Regions from separate parts of the Mus musculus genome. Here all the other regions are linked to region 3. Evidence: chromatin contacts called from public Micro-C and promoter capture Hi-C data. All regions are on one chromosome and are shown on one strand. The core of a region is the stretch at or near the end of the contact, and the rest is flanking DNA. Distances in the headings are between cores, read along the strand shown.

Region 1 (2,813 bases), core at 289-2,788, 330 kb after region 3:
ATGCTACTCTCCTAAGCCACAAAATAGCATGTCTGTATGTGTGGGGTTGAAGGCTGACAGTGTTTGCTAGTACTTGATTATTTATTTGTATAAAAGTACTTTACACAGCGTGCGTGTCATTTATCACTAAGCAAAGGTGGATAGCAGAGATCCCCTAACCTAAATGCACTGCCAACCTGGATCCAAAACATACACAAGAAGCTGGGTACTTGTACATGGCCACTACAGACCTACATACAGGAGAAAAAAAATACAAAATTTCATTAAGGTTAAAAGGGGCACTATTTCACCCAATCTTGTCATATCCTTTTAGTCTTGATGTAGAAATATTCCCTAGGCTAATTCTTGAAGTCATTTACATGACAATTAAACAGAGAACAGTGTGTGTTGGAGTGGAGTGGGGGGGGTAGGGGGACACAGGACACATCCCTTACTCTTCTTGCCTTAACAGTCTTTACCTTATATCAGAACTACATTGTAGCTCAACGTTTTTATATGATACTTCTGCAGTTAGCTTCACTCATAGTTTCCCACCTTTCATGACCTCTCTTCCTGTTTGTTCTAACCTATCATGTCAGGGATTCTGGGTTTATTGAGAGAAAGAGAAAGAGAGGTGTACTACTTTTGAGTAACGTTTCCCTTCCCAGTATAGCAACACCTCTCTTGGGACTGCTGTACACTAATTGGCAGACTCCAATATCTAAAGAAGCCTTCAGAATGCATCCAGCACTCGCTTCCAGGAATATTTGCTCTTGCTGTCTCTCACTCATCACTTACTTCTTCGTGTTTATGCCTGTCAAGTCCTTTAGTTGTGACACTGTGTGTCGTGGGGTGGGGTGTCTGGTTTGTATTTGGTTGCTCGACGGTAGCTGCAGCAACCAGAACGGTGCTGAGGCATGAGTGACAGCATCATCTTCATCTCTCCCAGAGCATCCTAGTGCACAGAGACGTGCCTGGCGTGGATCTACGCTGCTCACTGGAGGTTCCTCACTCTCTGTTACAGGAGCTCGCAGTGCTTCCACAACCTCCACTGTCAAGTGTCAGTCAAGTGTCACCGCGACCCCCAAGCCCTCCCTGGGCAGGTGGCACACCTGGCAGTCCAGCCCTCTGGCGTCACCTGCGCGGTGCGCGCACGCGCTCAGGCACTTACCGTCTCCTTGGCAGCAGCCACCGGGATGGGCAGCAGCCCCCTGCCGCGGGGCGGGTCCTCGAGTTCCGGGGCCGCTAGCTCCGAGGGGTCGGCTCTGGGGTCCCCATACAGCTGGTAGCACACAAGGCCGACCAGCCCCCCGCCAGCCGCCGCCGCGATGCTCAGCTCGCCCCAGCGTCGCCGCCGCCACGCCGCCTCCGCGACGGCCCCCTCGTCCTCCTCCCGGCAGGAGAAGGGCCGGCCCGACATCCCGGGAGCCGTCCCCGCAGGCCGCCCCCACGGTGAGAGGAAGGGCTGCTGAGGGGCGAGCGCCGGCGACAGCCGAGGCGGCGGCCACAGGAACCTCCGCAGCGCAGCCATAGCGGGAGCTGCGGGCCGGGCCGAGCCGAGCCGAGGGGACGGAGGGGGGCGGGAGGGGCGGGCCGAAATCTCGCGAGAAGTCGGCGCGGTGCTGGAGCTCGGAGCGGACCCGCGGTCCTCCGTAGCCCGGGCGGTGCTTCCCCGAGAGTCGCCGTGGGATGCAGCGCACGGGCGAGAGAAGCTCCAAAGCTTCCCAAGTCCAGGCTGTTCTCCTTCCTGCTTCCTCAGCCCAGCCACGCCGTGGTAGAGGACGGCGCCCGTAACCACGGCTGTGGGCAAGGGACCCCCAACCCTGGGGAACCGCTGGGAGGCGGAACTCCAGGAGCCGAGCTGCGGGGTGACCCGGCGCCCCTCCAAGACAGGCCGCGCTGCTCTGGGTGCCCTGCTCGGTGCCGAATTCTCTGATGCTCCGAGCGCTTTGTGGTTGCGTGCAGACCGTTGCTTCAATCATAAAGTCTGCAGTTCTGAATGAATATTTTTGGACTCCATAAGGCTGGCTTCTGGACTTTGGGCAAGGACAGGCTAATGATTTATAGTTAGTGTTAATATTTTTTAGGAACTACTAGTATGTGTATGTGACATTACTCAGTTCAATAAAACCGTCAAATATGTGAAACAACGGGTTTTCATCATTCTTATGACTCAATTGTGTGTGTGGGTGACTGATGGTATAAATGTAACTGAGAAGTGCAGTGTGCCCTCTTTTATGCACGTTATACAGTGTGTGTGTGTGTGTGTGTGTGTGTGTGTGTGTGTGTGTGTACACGTTGCCAGCATCAGCTTTACTGACTGAGTTATGCCTGCATTGCTCTTTGTGTGGAACGGTGCCAGGAACCCCTGAAAAGTTTCAGATCTAGAAGGATAGTCAGCAACATCCAAGTTTAATTGCTTGGTTTTCTGGCCTATATCCTACTATGTCTGTCCCTCACCCCTTATCTTCAAGTAACCCATTATATATGCTGTGTTACGTTTTGCTTTAATAGAGATTAATACAGTTTTACTTCCTTAAAGCTCCTAAAAATGGTAAAAAAGATATCTGTGACATATAAGGACAGTATCTATTTTAGGTTATCTGTTTTCCACTGAAGCCTGTTAATTCCACTAGCATGACTTATGGCAGCTCCATACTTTCCCAGGAATTTTTTTTTTGTCGTCTCTGATTTCAAACATTTTTAGGCATTTAGTTCCCTAAGGTATGCATGTATAAGTGTGTGTGTGTGTGTGTGTGTGTGTGTGTGTGTGTGTGTGTGTGTGTGTGTGTGTGGCGATGTGTGTGTACCATAGGTCCTCTAAACTTGTCTTT
Region 2 (3,138 bases), core at 63-2,562, 500 kb before region 3:
AAAAAAGGGGGAGTCGGGCCTGCTCGGCTGGGTTTGTGCCTGCCTTGGCTGCCCTCACAGTGTGACCATGTGCAAGTCACTTGGCTTTTCTGAGCTTCGGTTGCCTCACTCAAATAATAGAGATAATAATCTAACCTATTTACAGCAGGGTCTACTTGTGAGCGAAGAATGGATCATTGTTCACGTGAAAGCACTTAAAGCTATAAACAGCAAAGCTATTAGATCATCCAGCATTCGTGGTATAGGCAACCTCTGAAATGCTGCTTCTGCTCCCTCACCCCCACCCCCGTCCCCCGCCTCTGCGCTCCAAGAAATGTACTGAAAATGCTTTTTCAGCAATCCCAGGCCACGTAGTTTTATATATGTATACACACATGCATACATTAAACTTAGAGTTCTGGGTTGTCTGACATGTTCAGGAATGTTTTTATCTGTTACAAGCAGGCTATCAATCTTTAGGGAAAAAACCTTATATTAAAATATGCTTAGTGGAGGCTGAAATTTCCTCAGTTTGATTCAAGAACAAGGACTTTGGCTTTCAAGTGGCCAGACCTAGCTTCTCTTCCTAGCTTCTCCCACTACCCCAACCCCACCCCCATCTGAACTTCTAACAGTCGGAGTGCTGGTTTCTTTAATCTTTAATAGGTGCTCGCTAGTAATCTGCTCGGAAGTCTGAAGACAATATAGGGCGCAGGTGGGACTCTCCGAGAACAATCAGTGCTGCTTCCTTATAAACCCTTACGCTGATAAGCCTGCAACTTCCCCACCTCCCAACTCCAAAGCCCTTCGCGGGACAGGGAATTCTGGCTGCGAGGGGACCCAGGAGGAGCCAATCCTCCCTCTGGCTAGCTAGCCTGTCCGACGGTCCTGGGGCCCCAAAGTTGGGCTTGGCAGAGCTTAGCTTTCCCACCAGGACGTGAATGGTTTGGGGTCGCGCGGGACAGCCAGCCAAGCGCGCAGTCAGCAGCGGTGGCTTTGCGACACACGTGGCAACAGGTGCAGCGCGATCCAGGACGTACGCCCGGGGCTTGTGGCTTATGTTGACGTTTAGCCAGGGAGCCCGACCCGGCTGGCGACCGTAGTGGAGCTCCGCGGGAGTCATCGTGCCTCAAGGAACCCCTGCTCGTCTCTCAGGTTAGTTTTTTTGGGGGGCACTGCCCCTTCTGCCCCCCTCTCCCCCCCGCAACCTGGCCTTTGTCTGGGCTCTAGGAGCCGCCGCGGGCGAGGGGCGAGGCCACCCAGCCCAGGATCCTCCGCCTTCGCTCCTCCCCCTGGCGGCCCGGGGCGGGGAGGCTGGGACGCCCGGGCTCCGGGTTCCCGGTTCCCGCCTGGCCGCCAGGGTGCTGGTGCGGGTTGGGGTCGATCTGCAAGCCCCAGGTACAGACGTCTCCAAGGCAGGACCCGCCGAGGGTGCAGAACGCCGTGGCTCCCCCCAGGGCTGGCTCCCCGGCTCTGCGGGCAAGCGCGGAGTGGATCCCATTCCGTCGCCCATCCCGGCCGCGGTGGGGACCTCCGGAGAACGAGGAGCTGGGGAGCGGCGACTGCAACGCACTCACGGTGACCGGACTGGCTTTCCGGGGAGGGGGGCGGGTGTCCTAGTGGGTTTCAAAGTAGGAGGAGTGGGGAGGCTGAGCTCACGTGGGACCCGCGGGGCTCCTGCAGGACAGCGGGCTGCAGTTGCTGTCACCTTGAAAGTGACCGAGGCGGTGGGTTTATTGTGGATAAAGGACAACTGTCAAGTTTGCATCCTCGGTGGAAAGCCGCCCACCAAGCGCTGGATTCTGGCTCTGGACCTGGCAGCCTCAGGCTTCCGGCTGGGCGACTTGCCGGGGTCCATTCCCACTAAGCAGTCAGGGCAGAAAATATGGGAGAAAGGGAATTAGTGCAGTTCCCCAGGTCCTCATGCGGGTTTTACTCCCTGCAGCCTGCGGGTTCTTACAAACTCTAAGGGAAAGCCCACGTTGAGGGTCGCCGTATTGATTACTCAATAGAGGACTTAGCTCGAATTTCCGCGAAGTCTTTGCGCCCCCCCCCCCAACTAGGGTGATCTGTTCACTTTTCACTTGTAAAAGTGACACATTGAATTGTAAACATAGCTTGCATACTGGCACTCACTCTGCAAAATGCTACTTTTAAATTGTCTTGTGTTCTACCAGAGGAAATCCAGTGTATTTTGTTTGTCTTAAAACCAGAGTCTTAGGCAAAACAGGAGGAAAGCGAGCTTTCATGTTCTGCCAGGTGATTGGAGTTCAATCAAGGTATCAAATCACAGCGCGGTGGGGGTGGGAGTGGATTCCGGGGATCCGGAGACAACTTGTGGGAGGGCAAAAAAGAGGTGGGGTCGGGCCCCCGCTAAACATATGACCTCTGTAAGGAATGTTTTACAAATAGGTTATCAGTTTAAATAGTTCATCCCCGTTCTCTCCAGCAATCCCTTTAGGGCAATCTGTACTCTGTTGTGTGGGTGTGTTTAAACTTCTTGTTTACAGATTTATTTCTCAAGAACTGTATCGATAAGAAAAGTTATGCAAGAAAACCTGTTCCTGCCCTGTTTTTTTAAAAAAGGCATAGAATTTAGTTTAAAATACTTTTAAAATGTTGTATCGATCTTCACCTGAACCCTCTCTCCACTGCCCCGGCCCCCCCCCCCCGTGACCCACCCCCTTGTTCAATGGATGGAGCGAAGAGTTTTGTATATACCAAACACCTGGATTATCATTGATAGCTGCCCCAGCCCCTCACCTGTTCCTTTTAAAAACTAGATTTATGTGGGAAACAAATTGTGTTTGGGAGAGGTCTGTACCTTTTAATTAACCGTTAGGAATTCAAGGATAATTTTTGTAGGGTTTAGCTAGGATTGTGAAATTCTGGATAAATTTCTTGTAGACTTTTTGGAAACTAGAGTTACAAGAATTAAGCTTTTAAGAAGCATGTTGATTAGTAACCCTGAGAGCTCTGATTTCAACCGGAATGGACCGCTGATGTATACAGTTTGATACATTCAGGAAAATAAGAGTCAATCCCACCATTTCTCTTTTTCTCCCCTTTGTAAACTATAATGAAAATTCCCCCATTATATAAAGCCTTCAAAATCTTAATAAGTGTTACACATTATATTCTATACACGTGTCGATTTAC
Region 3 (2,957 bases), core at 159-2,658:
CAAACAGATGTAAGCTCATTATATCATAAAATTTAATTTGGAGATGAGGTCATATAGACAGGAAATGATGTTTTCAGTCTATAAATAAGGATACTGGAGCTGGTTTGAATCGAGACCAGAAAGTACTACTGACTAAAGCGGGACTTTCTTTGACTACCCCTGATGTTCTTTACAAAAGGGAAAATTACACTTTGACTTATTCTTGTCATTTACAAGTGATGTTTTATAGCTTGTTCCAATCTACCCTCTCGGGTGGTAGGAGTATGAATATGGTCCAAAACGTGCAAAGGGGATGTGACAATTTTAAAATGAATTCGACATTAATGAAAACATATTTTGAAGGTTGCAATATGCCGGTATTGAACAGGAGATTAAAAAAAAAAACAAAATCAAAAACAATGTGTAAGGTCAAAGAATTTACAACAATGTCATAAACAAGGGCCAGGAAAACAACGAAACAAATACTACTCCAAGAACTGTTCTATGAAACTTCAGTATGGCAGAGGGTGTTTTTAGTCTCTGGATTCCCTTGGTGCCTTAAAGGGACCTCATAGTGGATACTTTGTGTCTCTAGCTGTCGTTTAGTTACAGCTAGGAAAAGACAGCCGATATGTACCTAACACAGGATCTGGGGTTTTCACATCTCTATCAAGATTCCATCAGTGAAGTCACATGGTTATGTGAGATGTCTGACTTGACAGCAACCTTAGTACTAGGGCACAAACAACATTGGTATTACTCTCACTTTCACCCCAAAGACTCTGCTGACTGAGCCTGTGCCAGAATACATCCAGAACCCAGTAGACTATGCATACTGCATCAGGGTGCAGTCATTTTTTCCCCCTACCACATTCTGAAGTTCCACCTATCTTCGGATGCTCTGGAAGGCAGCCAATGAGGGTATAAAGCTTCACAGATTCATTCGCATCTCTCCAAGAAACCACACCCAACACAAGGCCCTCTTTGTGCCTTAGGAAACAGTGGTGCCACAGTATTACCGTTTTATGCTGCCTGACTCTCTTTGGGTTTTGATTTTTCTTTTTTTAAAAAAAGAAAATATGGGGGGTATCTTTATGTCTCTTTTACTGTTCCAAGCTGCTGGACCCAAATGATCTTCCTGCCTCAGCCTCCTGAGTGGCTGGGATTACAGGCAAGCGCCACCGCAGCCAGCTTGAAGATCCCCATCTGGAAAAATACCTAGTGACTTGGGCAGTGAGAGCCTCCACCAGAGAGAGGGAGCGGAAAGGAGAGCAAAGTCCAAGGGTGAGACCCGCAGGTGCGAGCAGGCGCAGAGCCGCGATCTCAGGCCCGCGCAGGCGCCCAGCACCACCGGCGCACCTGGAGGAGGAGCCAAGGCCGGGACCCGCCCACGCCCGCGGCCGCCGAAGCCCCCTCCCCGCCCTTCCCATTGCGCCGCACGCGCGCGCGCAGGTGCGTGAGGCCGCGCCCGCCGGGGACCCTGCAGACGCGGGCCCGCCATGGAGCACATCCGCACGCCCAAGGTTGGTGGCCCGGGCGGAGGAGGCAGAGAAGGAGGAGGGATGCTAAGCGCACGGGGCTGCCCGGCCGGGAGCTGGACCGCGAACGAGGGAGGAGCTGGCGGCGCCCTAGCATCTCCCAGAGCACTGCGAGGCCGGTCTTTCTCTTGCTAGCTCACAGGCCTAGCTGGCGCTAATCTCTTGTCCTTGGGGGTGAGGTGGTGCGCAGTGGACGCAGGGGTGGGCAGGAGGGAATGGACCCCATTTGTCTGTTGAGTAACAGGGTGCTGATAAACGGTTTTTCTTTAAATATTTTCATTTAAAGAAGGTGCTGGTAGCTCTGAGCAGTTGAAAAGGAAGCAAGCTCTTGAATAGCAGGTGCAAAGAAAGTGCGTTATAGACAGATGGTTTGAATGAACTTGGAAGCTTGTTGAAGCTAAGGATTGGACTCACCCGAAGCATCCTTTCCCATTTTGGAGCTGCTAGGGACCTGCAGCTGAGCCTAGGATACATATTTGCCATGACTGAATGATGGCGTATTCTTCTCTTTCCCGTTTGTTTGGCCCCTTGGGAAGAAGATGCTGCGTATAGATTTCACCCGTGAGTGTGTGTTAAAACACACCGGCGTTTGCCGCTCAACAGAAATGATTATTTCCAGATTATACAGTTAATTAAGACTGGAAGCCTTAGCCATAGTACCAAACCTTGCCACTCTTTGTTGCAATATAATTTAGAATTAAAATAATGATAGAGATTCTTGTCTGATTTTAAAAACCTCTGGGAAGGAAGACCTTTTTAAAAATCCCGTTGTTTCTCTCTTAGTTACCACCACACAGTCTTTTCAGAATCATCTTATATTTAAAATCTAGGTCCCAGACAGACTTGGACTAAAATTATATCCGAGTGCACAGAAGTCATGTGATCCCAGGGCTATTATCATTTCATGGGAACGTATATTTAATTACTTTGCTCCTTATCCAGCAAGAATTTATCCCTACATTCAGAGATGGTTGCCCATACCTCTTAGTAAAAGCCTCATTAATATTGTGTTCATGGAAGAATTAGTCTTCTAGCCTGCTGGAGACCGTCAGTTCCAGCGGTGAGTTTCAGTTGTGTTGACGTTGCCCCATGGAATGAAACTGTTACTTTACAATCAGGAAGTTGTAAACTTAGGAGACAGTGCCATAAACCACAAGATCCGTGGCTCAGGGCTCTCAGGTCTTAAGTGGTACTAAATAATTTATTCAAGAGTGATGAGTTTAACCCATGATTCTCTTTGTCTTTTGCCAAGGGCATTCCTCTTTCATGATGAAGGGGCCCTTTGTACAGGTGGTGTCTTATGTGGATGTCGGCAGCGGGGATGAGAGGGTATTTATCCTGGCACTGGATGGCATTGTCTTATTTGGTGTCAACTTGGGAGAGCGATATCACTTTCTGGACTTTACTCTGTTTCACCTCAGACAAAGCCATATCTCTATA
Region 4 (3,016 bases), core at 77-2,576, 350 kb after region 3:
TCCCTAGGCCAGCCAGTGGAACAAAGTTTTAACATATAACTAACATATATCTATATAAGTTTTAACACATATCTAACTCCCTCAGGCCAATTTATTTATTTTACAAGTATGAGTAGGAACTCCTAAAGCTTACCAGTAATTTTGAAATCTCTGATACTCATCAAGAACCAAAATTATTTCTGGCTAGTTATTTTGAGATTTTTATACTTGAAGTGTGAACTTAACAACAACAACAACAACAACAAACAACAAAAGGGTTAGCTTCTAGGAAGCTACAGCTAAGACAAAAGGAAATGTTCTTAGATTGGATAAGGGTACAGAAGCAGCTATCGTTTATTTCACTATTGTAGATAGTATTTTTTCATTCATAGCAAATTATAAGAATGTGAGCGAGCCTACTTGAGTGGACTGTTCTCGCTCCCCTCCCCCTCATGATTATATTGTGCTATTTGACTATTCTAATGAGCCCAGGACCTCCACACACAATTTATCATTTCCATAGACATAAGGGAATCCTGGTTATATCATTTGCTGAGTTAAGATAAACATTAAAGAGAACTTGAGGTGGGGGGGGGGCAAGGCGTTTCTACCCTAAGCTTGATTATGTAAAGAAAATCCCCCATCTAAATGATAAAAGAAAAGAGTAATGCTTGTACATTTTATTAGTGTTTTAAAATTAGTGAGTTAAACTGTCAAAGCTTTGATTTTCCTTTCATGTGTGTCTGGGCAGGTCTAAGCCTCAGGTAACGCCCTTTCCCCTTCTTCCTCCTTGCTTTTCTTTGCACCTGTCCACTGCAGGCTCCCAGCAGCTCCAAGGAGTCCAATTCTCTAGCGCCTTCATTTTTCTCCTCCCACTCATCTCCGGTTCTGTACGCCCCCCCCCCCACTCTCTTCAGTATTCTTCAAGTTGGGCTCCTTCTCCCAGCTATCTATCTCTGTAAATGAGCTCACATCAAAGGTGGTTGTTTGTTCAGCAGCGGCTAAACAACATCATGGTTGTCCCAGAGACAACGTAGTATACCAGGTTGTTGGCTGAGCCTCCCCGAATTTGCTAGCTGACTGACTTTGGCCTAGTGCAAGGAAAGAGTTTTCCAAGTGCTCCGTTTTAGTCACTTCCGAGGAGCACAACGTGTAGAGAGAGAGGAGGCTGGTTTAAGATTTCAAACAAAACCAACCTCCCCGGCGCGCATGAAAGGACTTGATTAGCATATGTCAAGAGGACCCGCATATATACCGGGAGTGTATGTACACAGGACTCTGATCTGATCAGTTTGCTGAGCTGGAGCCTCAGCCCCCAGCTCCAGCCCCAAATCAGCAGCCTCAGCTCTAGATGTTTCTGCAAGGCCAGCAGCCAGCATCCTCCTACCCAAGGAGAGAAGATCAATCTAAGAGGGTGCACTGCACCGTCCCCACAGGGACCTCACAGGAGTAACCCAGCCTTAACTTTTTTGGTACCTATTTGGCTATAATTTTTCTGCATTCGCCTCGCCACCCTTGCTACACTTTTTATTGGCGGTGCAGAGGGAAGTCTCCTGTTTTCTGGAATTTCAGTCATCCTGTCCGGCCCGTCCATGGCTCCCTTGACCGAAGTCGGGGCTTTCTTGGGCGGCCTGGAGGGCTTGAGCCAGCAGGTGGGGTCGCACTTCTTGCTGCCTCCTGCAGGGGAGAGGCCACCGCTGTTAGGGGAGCGGCGGGGCGCGTTGGAGAGGGGCGCCCGCGGCGGGCCCGGTTCCGTGGAGCTGGCGCACCTGCACGGCATCCTGCGCCGCCGGCAGCTCTACTGCCGCACCGGCTTCCACCTGCAGATCCTGCCCGACGGCACCGTGCAGGGCACCCGGCAGGATCACAGTCTCTTCGGTAGGTACAAGCATCCCGCCCTTACGCCCTCAACCCCCGCCTCCTCCTCTTCCTCTTCTCGCCTCCCACCACCACCCTGGCAGAAGGGAATGAGCGGGAGCTGTGTGCTAACCTGAGCCTCTAGACATTTGGGGTGCAAGGTCCCGGGCTCAGGGCGTGTGAGAAATTGTCCTGCCATGCAGGAGAGCAACTCTAGGTGCAGGGGGTGGAGGGTGGGGAGAGGGAGAAAGGGCGGATGGGTCCCTCACTCCTGGTACAATGCTGCTCTGTTTGCTCTACTGCCTGGGGCACAAAGTGTTGGACTAGGAACCATGATCTGTCCCCCAACCTTGCCTGCACTCCTTCCTTCACAGTCAATTTTATTATTTTAGGAGGTCCCTATTCAGAGTTCTCTTCCTTCCACACTTGCAGTTCTGTGGCTACCTTTTTGAAAATTAGTAACGGGAAGCATCCCAGTTCTTAAAACATGCCCCGCAGTTATGCAGCTAGTTCTGCCCCTGTCTCTCTCCGAAGGGATGGTTCTTAAACAGGATGTGAATCTTCACGTGTCTACTTAGAGGTCTGCCTGGCTGCAGTTCTCTGTTCTGGTTTGGGGAGGAGAGTGAAGGAGATGGAGCAAGGGAGGAGGGAGAAGGACTGAGCATGCCCACCTGGCCAAGATTCTCTTTAGAAATTGCGAAACTGGAAAGCAGAGATCTTGGTATTGACCTTAGGTAAGAGGAAATGGGGGAAGCGAAAGAAGATATGGCTGGGAACACAGAGAATCTTTTCTACATACAACAGCAATGCCCGGGAGCAGAAGGGGTTAATAGGATGAAGGGACTCTAGATTAGATCAGTAAAGTATCTAGTCTTAATGACTCCCCAGCCAGCCAGGTAGCTAGCAAGTGCCCCCCTCAGTGTGAGTCTTGCTTTCTGGCCCGCACAACAGACAAGTCAGGTTAAATCAGATAGTTTGCTAAAGGTGCTTTCTGATCCTAATATCCCAGGATACTTTCCCTGTGGCTACATTTTTCGTCAATTAACCTGCTAACACACTCAAGGGACTTTCCTTATCTAACCTGTGATGTCATTAAAGGGTGTCATTTTATTTAAAAAAAAACACACACACACACACACACACACACACACACACACACACAACATAGTGTCTTTTATTT
Region 5 (2,946 bases), core at 283-2,782, 390 kb before region 3:
AATGTGGATGGACGGCGCCATGGGGGCTGGTTGTCACAATAAGGAAACATTTATTTTACTTTTTTTTTTTTTTTTTTTTTTAGTTTCATGTGCCTTTTTTTTTCCATATTTATATTTGTTTTGATTGCTGGGCCTGTTTATTTCCAGACACCAAGCAGTAGGCTTCCTGTTTTACCCAGAGCAACTTGACGTTTGGAATGCTTCCAAAACTGCAAGAAAGATTTTCATTTAAAACCGGTTGTTCCCAGAACACAGCATGGGAAGTGAGCAATCTCTCCAAACGTAGATGAATCTGGAATAGTAGCATGCATTTGAGAACATTTTTACACTCTTTTTTTTTTTTTTTTTTTTACTACACGGGGAACGAAGTTTGCGCTTGTTGAAAAATGAGGCAGTGTATCCAGGCGCACAGGCACACGCTGCTTTTCCCAGTAACCTCGGAGGAGCAAAGTGCAGGATCTCCAGTGTATATGCTGGGTCATTAGATTTCGGTGACATCTGCAGAGTAGACTGTGACAATGACCAGAAAGACAGCGGGGAAGACAGCTCTGTGGGAGGTGTTTGTGGAAAGGGTACAGGGGGCAGTGAGGTAAAGGAGGAAGGGTTTCCTGGGAAAATGGGAGGGCTTTAGGGTGGAGGAGGCAGACCAGCAAGCAACTGTGAAGAACTTACTAAAACTTAAACAAATCATCTATGAAATACTATAATGAAGCCTATTACTTAGCATGCTGACAAACAAACAAAAATAACACATGTACTCATTTATTTGGTGGCAGGGTCTCAGTGCGCCTCCTCAGTTGGCCTACAAAACCTCTGTAGACCAGGCTGTCTTGGAACTCAGAGATCCACCTGCCTCCCCACCCCCAGCCCCCAAGCAATTAAATTAAAAGTGTGTGTCACCATGCCCAGTCTAACAAATTTTTTAAAAAGGAGCCTTCGAGAGGAAAGAAAAGCATTTCAAGTCCAATAATCAGAATTTTCCTCAGTGCTTATCCCATGATTTCTTTTTTCTTTTCTTTTCTTTTTTTTTTTAAATCTCTGCTTTTTAATCATACCCTTTCATCGTCTGTTTGAAGACACAAGGGGATTTAAACCGCATCCTAGATTTAAGTGCACTACCGGCTAGCTTCAGCATTTCTCCAAAATGGGAAACCGTTTGAATAGTGTGTCTTAGTTCTGCCTACTGTATAATTGTACTTTGTTCAGCCTGTGTCATGAGTGCAGTGCCACTCTTGTTCCTTTTCGTCACCTGGTATAATTTACTGCGTCACTGTGATAGCAGACTCACATTCGTTCTCTCTCCCCCTGCCCCCTTACATACACATGCGCGTATGCACACACAAACGGACTCAAGGACAGAAATCGCGGGACTACCCCAACAGACACAGGAAAGGACTTTCAGATTTGTCAACTTAACTGGAAGAGTAAAAACTATGAAGTGGAGTTGGAGGGATGGCTCAGCAGGTGAAAGTGCTTGCCATGCAAGCCTAGTGACCTGCGCTTGATCCTGGAACTCATAGTAAAAGGAAACCAGCTCTAGGAGGTGGTCCTCTGACCGCCACAGGACCGCAGTAGTCTTTGAGAACCTGTACTCTCATGCACATAACATCATGAACACAGACAACAATGGTGAATTAAAAATAAAGGCCACGAAGTCACTATTTTGCCTCTTCCCTGCCTCCAGTGTTTTATGTTTCTGAGTTGCTAAATCTGTTTGGCTCATGTGCATAACTCCCCATTAAATCTTCACAGTGAGAACTAAAGCCATTGGCCCTGTTGACGAGTTCCACCCATCCTGATCCCCGATCTACTCCAGCCTGCCACCATGTGTACGTCCCAACGTAAAACATGGTTCAGATGCTCTGGTGTGGCGGCAGTAGGCTGGTTGTGAGCCCCATGTGGTGGTGGTGGTTATAAAAATTAGTTAACCTCACGCGCATCTTCTTTGTGCTTTTCTTTCCTTCCTCTTGCAGTTGAAAAGGGCAGGCAGAAGAATCCCAGGAGCCTATGCATCCAGACCCAGACAGCTCCAGATGTGCTGTCCTCCGAGAGAACGCTTGAGTTGGCCCAATACAAGACAAAATGTGAAAGCCAAAGTGGATTCATCCTGCACCTCAGACAGCTTCTTTCCCGTGGTAACACCAAGTTTGAAGCGCTGACCGTTGTGATCCAGCACCTCCTGTCTGAGGTAAGGACGTCTATCAACCCTCACTGGTGGGCGGCGGGGATGCTTGTCCTACAAATGTGCTTAACTTAGTGACTGCAAGAGCTAGAACTCTATTTCTCTGCTCCCCGTCTCTCTGCGCCCCAATTCCTGTGTGTGTGTGTGTGTGTGTGCGCACGTGTACTCGTGTGTTTACCCATGTGCGTTTATGGTGAAGACTAGAGAAAAATCTCATTTATTTCCAGGGAGCCATCTACCTTCTTCTCGAGACAGGGTTTCTCACTAGCACGAAACTCTACTCGTTGGTCTCTCTGGCTCGCAAGCAAATCCCAGAAATCTGCCTGTCCCCACACCCCCAATACTCCAGCCCTCAAAACTGCCTGGCTTTTTTAAAACTGAGGGTCCTAGAGATTAAACTGAGGAATTTGTGTTTATGACCAAGCTAACCCCATGCCATGCCCCAAACTATAATTTTATCACCCACTTTCTACTTGTGCCAGTCTCTAGATGGATTTGGAGTTACAATAACTTTCTGTTATCGTCCCTCCCTCCTTTTCTTTGTGTGGTGGACAAGCCTGTGGACAAGCCTGTGTACATGCGGGTGCTGGTGCCCAAGCATGCAGAGGCTAGAGCAGGATGCTGGTCCTCTAGTGTTAGTTTCTGAGACACGGTTCCTCACTGAACCTTTAACTGGAAATTTCAGCCAGGCTGGCTGCTGGCCTAGAGGATTCCCAGGACCCACCTGACTTCATCTCCGAAGGCTGTGGTTATGGACACTCACG
Region 6 (3,064 bases), core at 169-2,668, 260 kb before region 3:
TCTTGGCAAGAAGCAGACTCCTTCTTCAGCATCCTGGAAGAAGGATGCTGAAGAAGACTTCCTCAATCCATGGGAATTGACAGCAGAGAATTCTGGGTCTAGCAAACCATCATACCTGACGGTAGGTAACACCACGGAGGGCAGACATCCCCCCCCCCATGTATTTGAAATCTGCTAGTTACAGAAAATTATCTAGCCTCGATTGTCACTTTGCTTCCGTATTTGAGACAAAAGTCACAGAAACAGATCACTACTGCCCTATGTCAACGCTGATCTGTCAAGGTTACTCCCTGCAGCGTGACAATAGGCTCTCACAAAAACAAAACAAAAAAACAAAACAAAAAAACCAAAAAAAAACCCACTACCCCAGGAACAAGAGGAGGGCCTGCAACCAATTAGCTTGTCAACCAATTAGAACCCAGGGTTTTCTTTCTCTTCCTCTACCCGTTTTGTGGTGAGCCACATCTCTGTCTGGACTGATGGAGAGAAATACAGTTAGAACGTAGAGTACAGGGATCTTTGCCTGCCCCCTTACCACCCCCCCTTATATATTTTAACTTTGTGATCTTCATAGTCAATAGCAACTACACGCCTACAATTTTAACATTCCCATACAAAGTTTTAACAGTAGATGAGACAAGGTAGCAAAGGGGGGGAAACCGCTATGGCATGGATTACTGATGGCAATTCTTTTTACTTCTCTTTGAGAGACGATTTTCTCAAAACAAAATATTATCCAACCAGAAATGGTCACTGTTGAACCTGGACTAGGCAACAACAACAAAGACAAGCTTTGCACTGAAACCTAAAATCACTTTTCCTGAAAAACATTTTTCTGCACATATTTCCCCTTAAGCGCTTACTCTATCTTTTCTCCATATCAAATTTTCTGGGCAATTTTTTTTCTTTCCTCTAAAGGAAGATAGGTGAATGGCAAAGTCCAGATAAGTAAAAATTAAAGACCCAATTGAGGTTATTACAAATGAACAACCACAGCAATAATGACGTATTTTCTTTCCTTTTAAAGTACTGAATCGGTATGGCCAGAAAGCTAAAGTAAAACATGTACTACTTCGAAATTTCCCGTGGGCAAGCAACTCTCCCAAGGTTACACAACCGGATGAACAGCTGATGCAGGATTTTGGAAGGTTCCTAAAGACAACTGGTGGTTTGTAACACGTGGGGACACTCACCTCCATAAAAGCAAACCCACAGCTGCAGTACAGACACAGCGGTTTCACTCAACTAGATGAACGTGAGGTTTTGTTTGTTTGTTTTTAGCATGTAACTTTGTTCCCAGGGCAAGGGAAAGCCGGATGAAGCAAAAAGTGAAATAGAGCAAGCAAAGCCTTGGGCGCTGGGGTAACCAGAGTAGCGGCTCAGTCAGCACTCCGTCCTGGCTCGGTCGCAGCACAGGCACCAAGCAGGCGCCCTTTCTCTTCAGCAATGGCTGGCCAATAAATCACCCTGAATGCCACCGGGTACCACCTGTTCCCTTTTCCCAGGCTGCTAGTGCCAGCTACTCTCCACATGCCACCACAAGCAGGAAGATGCCCTTCCCCAAATTATTTCAAACCCAACTCGCAAGTGCTACTGTTAAAAAATGCCCACGATCCGTGGTGCTTATTGCATGCCTGGTACCTGACACCCTTTAGTTTATTGTCCTATGAAATAAGATGAAACCCACTGCATGTGACTCAATTATCCCATGTCAGAGAGCCTGCATATCAGATATCTGCATTATGATTCGTAACAGTAGCAAAATCACAGTTGTGAAGTAGCAATGAAATGATTTTACGGTTGGGGGTCACCACAGCATGAAGAACCGTATTAAAGAGTCACAGCATAAGGAAGGTTGAACAATAGTTGCTCTGAAGCCTTTCTTTGTAGGCAGGCAACGTACAGCATCATCAGTTTGCTGAAGTCTCCATCACCGGCCACCTGCTCCTCCATTACTACAGCACTGTCCCCCACCTCTAAGCCACAGGTAGCTGGACCGGAAACAGCCAGACGGGGCAGACTCAGATGTCCCCCAGACTCTAAAGAAAATGACTGGGGCACACAAGTTCATACTGGAATAGTATCTAGGGAGCTGACTGAATGTGCTTGCCATGCCGGGAGACGTAGCCAGAGGGGCGTCAGCTGCATTTTCTCTTCCCTCCAGCCCTGCTGAGTTTGCAGTGTTAGACTGTTCTCTACTTTGTTCCAACTAACTCCCTGGTCATATAAGCTATGCTGAGCTGTCGGGTCACTAAAACCAGAAGTTGTCAATGGAGGTCTGCTGGTGCTGCGGAGGCTGCTCTATCGCCTCTGCTTTCATTCAACCCTGAACTGGTTATCTCTTAACCGAGAGTGCTCCACTTCCTGCTAATTCACCTTCCTTCTGGCATCAGGCTGCCAGCTGGAATACCTTGAGAACATCCGTATTTTCCCAGTAAGGTATTTGGGGCGTTAGTACCCATTAGGTCTGCCCTTTACACGCATCTGCTAACACCAGATGTTTGGTGTGGATTTTGCAAGGAAGAAGGTATTTCACAGGTGTGGGGTTCCTACATTTCAGAAGCTCAAAGCTGTTGTGGCTGTTGTCCACTGACTATTGGTCTGGTGTGATCTTCCGTGCAAGATGTAATTTCATGCTGGCCAGATGTTGTGGTGTCCAAATTGCCCCTCTCTGCAAGAAGAAAGTTCAGACTGGGTGTACTAGCACATTTCCTGTAATGGCAGCTCTCAGGAGGCTGAGGTGGGAAGATCAGCATCTCAGATCAGCCACACAATGAGTCCTAGGCCAACCTGGGCTACATGGGGAGGTGCTGACTCAAATCAAAGAGAACCAAAGTAAATCAAAACAGTTAAATAAAGCAAGACATGGGGGGAGGGGTGTCATTTAGTATTCCTTCTTGAGGAAACTGTAAAAAGTGGCCATGATTGTTTTAAAAGCAAATCATATGACCTTAATTCAACATTTATTAATGTCAGTTAATGCCATTTAATGTCAATTCTAGGATGCCAAGAGAATTCAGATGATCTGAAGGAACCCGTGCACTTAGCACCGTTTGAAGCAGCC

The links. Promoter capture Hi-C pulls out the DNA fragments that hold promoters and counts their contacts. Hi-C and Micro-C count contacts between places; a contact is called where the count stands out from the background.
Region 1: a Micro-C map of embryonic stem cells shows a contact between it and region 3, with 6 times the contacts expected there. The contact joins the promoter of Micu3 here to the promoter of Mtmr7 in region 3. A contact is called at or near these places in 3 of 484 Hi-C or Micro-C datasets (embryonic stem cells and rod photoreceptor) and 1 of 9 other capture datasets (adipose tissue).
Region 2: a contact with region 3 is called in a promoter capture Hi-C map of liver. The contact joins the promoter of Mtus1 here to the promoter of Mtmr7 in region 3. A contact is called at or near these places in 1 of 39 promoter capture datasets (liver) and 1 of 484 Hi-C or Micro-C datasets (embryonic stem cells).
Region 4: a contact with region 3 is called in a promoter capture Hi-C map of liver, with 4 times the contacts expected there. The contact joins the promoter of Fgf20 here to the promoter of Mtmr7 in region 3. A contact is called at or near these places in 7 of 39 promoter capture datasets (the HPC-7 cell line, cranial neural crest, embryonic stem cells and 4 more).
Region 5: a contact with region 3 is called in a promoter capture Hi-C map of embryonic stem cells. The contact joins the enhancer-like site here to the promoter of Mtmr7 in region 3. A contact is called at or near these places in 4 of 39 promoter capture datasets (the HPC-7 cell line, cranial neural crest, embryonic stem cells and 1 more), 1 of 484 Hi-C or Micro-C datasets (embryonic stem cells) and 3 of 115 datasets of contacts at active chromatin or transcription factors (embryonic stem cells and extraembryonic endoderm stem cells).
Region 6: a contact with region 3 is called in a promoter capture Hi-C map of liver. The contact joins the enhancer-like site here to the promoter of Mtmr7 in region 3. A contact is called at or near these places in 13 of 39 promoter capture datasets (the 3T3-L1 cell line, the C10 cell line, the HPC-7 cell line and 8 more), 3 of 484 Hi-C or Micro-C datasets (nephron progenitors, olfactory sensory neurons and pancreatic cancer cells), 4 of 115 datasets of contacts at active chromatin or transcription factors (differentiating embryonic stem cells, embryonic stem cells, forebrain and 1 more) and 2 of 9 other capture datasets (macrophages and pancreatic islet).

The regions. Positions count from the first base shown.
Region 1 is chr8:40,306,748-40,309,560 of GRCm38.p6, reverse strand. It overlaps Micu3 (mitochondrial calcium uptake family, member 3), which reads right to left and starts at 1,538. Exons shown (of 15, transcript NM_030110.2): 1 at 1,151-1,538. The coding sequence starts at 1,510. Mir7666 (microRNA 7666) reads left to right here and starts at 1,632; the gene lies at 1,632-1,686.
Region 2 is chr8:41,131,900-41,135,037 of GRCm38.p6, reverse strand. Mtus1 (mitochondrial tumor suppressor 1) reads left to right here and starts at 1,312. Exons shown (of 14, transcript NM_001005863.2): 1 at 1,312-1,557.
Region 3 is chr8:40,633,243-40,636,199 of GRCm38.p6, reverse strand. It overlaps Mtmr7 (myotubularin related protein 7), which reads left to right and starts at 1,408. Exons shown (of 14, transcript NM_001040699.1): 1 at 1,408-1,502. The coding sequence starts at 1,479.
Region 4 is chr8:40,285,263-40,288,278 of GRCm38.p6, reverse strand. It overlaps Fgf20 (fibroblast growth factor 20), which reads left to right and starts at 1,326. Exons shown (of 3, transcript NM_030610.2): 1 at 1,326-1,857. The coding sequence starts at 1,572.
Region 5 is chr8:41,021,622-41,024,567 of GRCm38.p6, reverse strand. Mtus1 (mitochondrial tumor suppressor 1) reads left to right here. Exons shown (of 14, transcript NM_001005863.2): 6 at 1,974-2,188. It overlaps B430010I23Rik (RIKEN cDNA B430010I23 gene), which reads right to left. Exons shown (of 3, transcript NR_015457.2): 3 at 352-2,183. Among named protein-coding and RNA genes, the nearest start is that of B430010I23Rik, 5.4 kb to the right of the region's middle. Within about 2 kb of position 1,532, at least 17 of the 459 cell types and tissues checked have an H3K27ac peak or open chromatin away from gene starts, as enhancers often do. A contact at or near this core is called in embryonic stem cells, where this site is marked.
Region 6 is chr8:40,895,110-40,898,173 of GRCm38.p6, reverse strand. All of the region lies in intron 1 of Slc7a2 (solute carrier family 7 (cationic amino acid transporter, y+ system), member 2), which reads right to left. Among named protein-coding and RNA genes, the nearest start is that of Pdgfrl, 30 kb to the left of the region's middle. Within about 2 kb of position 1,418, at least 21 of the 459 cell types and tissues checked have an H3K27ac peak or open chromatin away from gene starts, as enhancers often do. A contact at or near this core is called in liver and pancreatic islet, where this site is marked.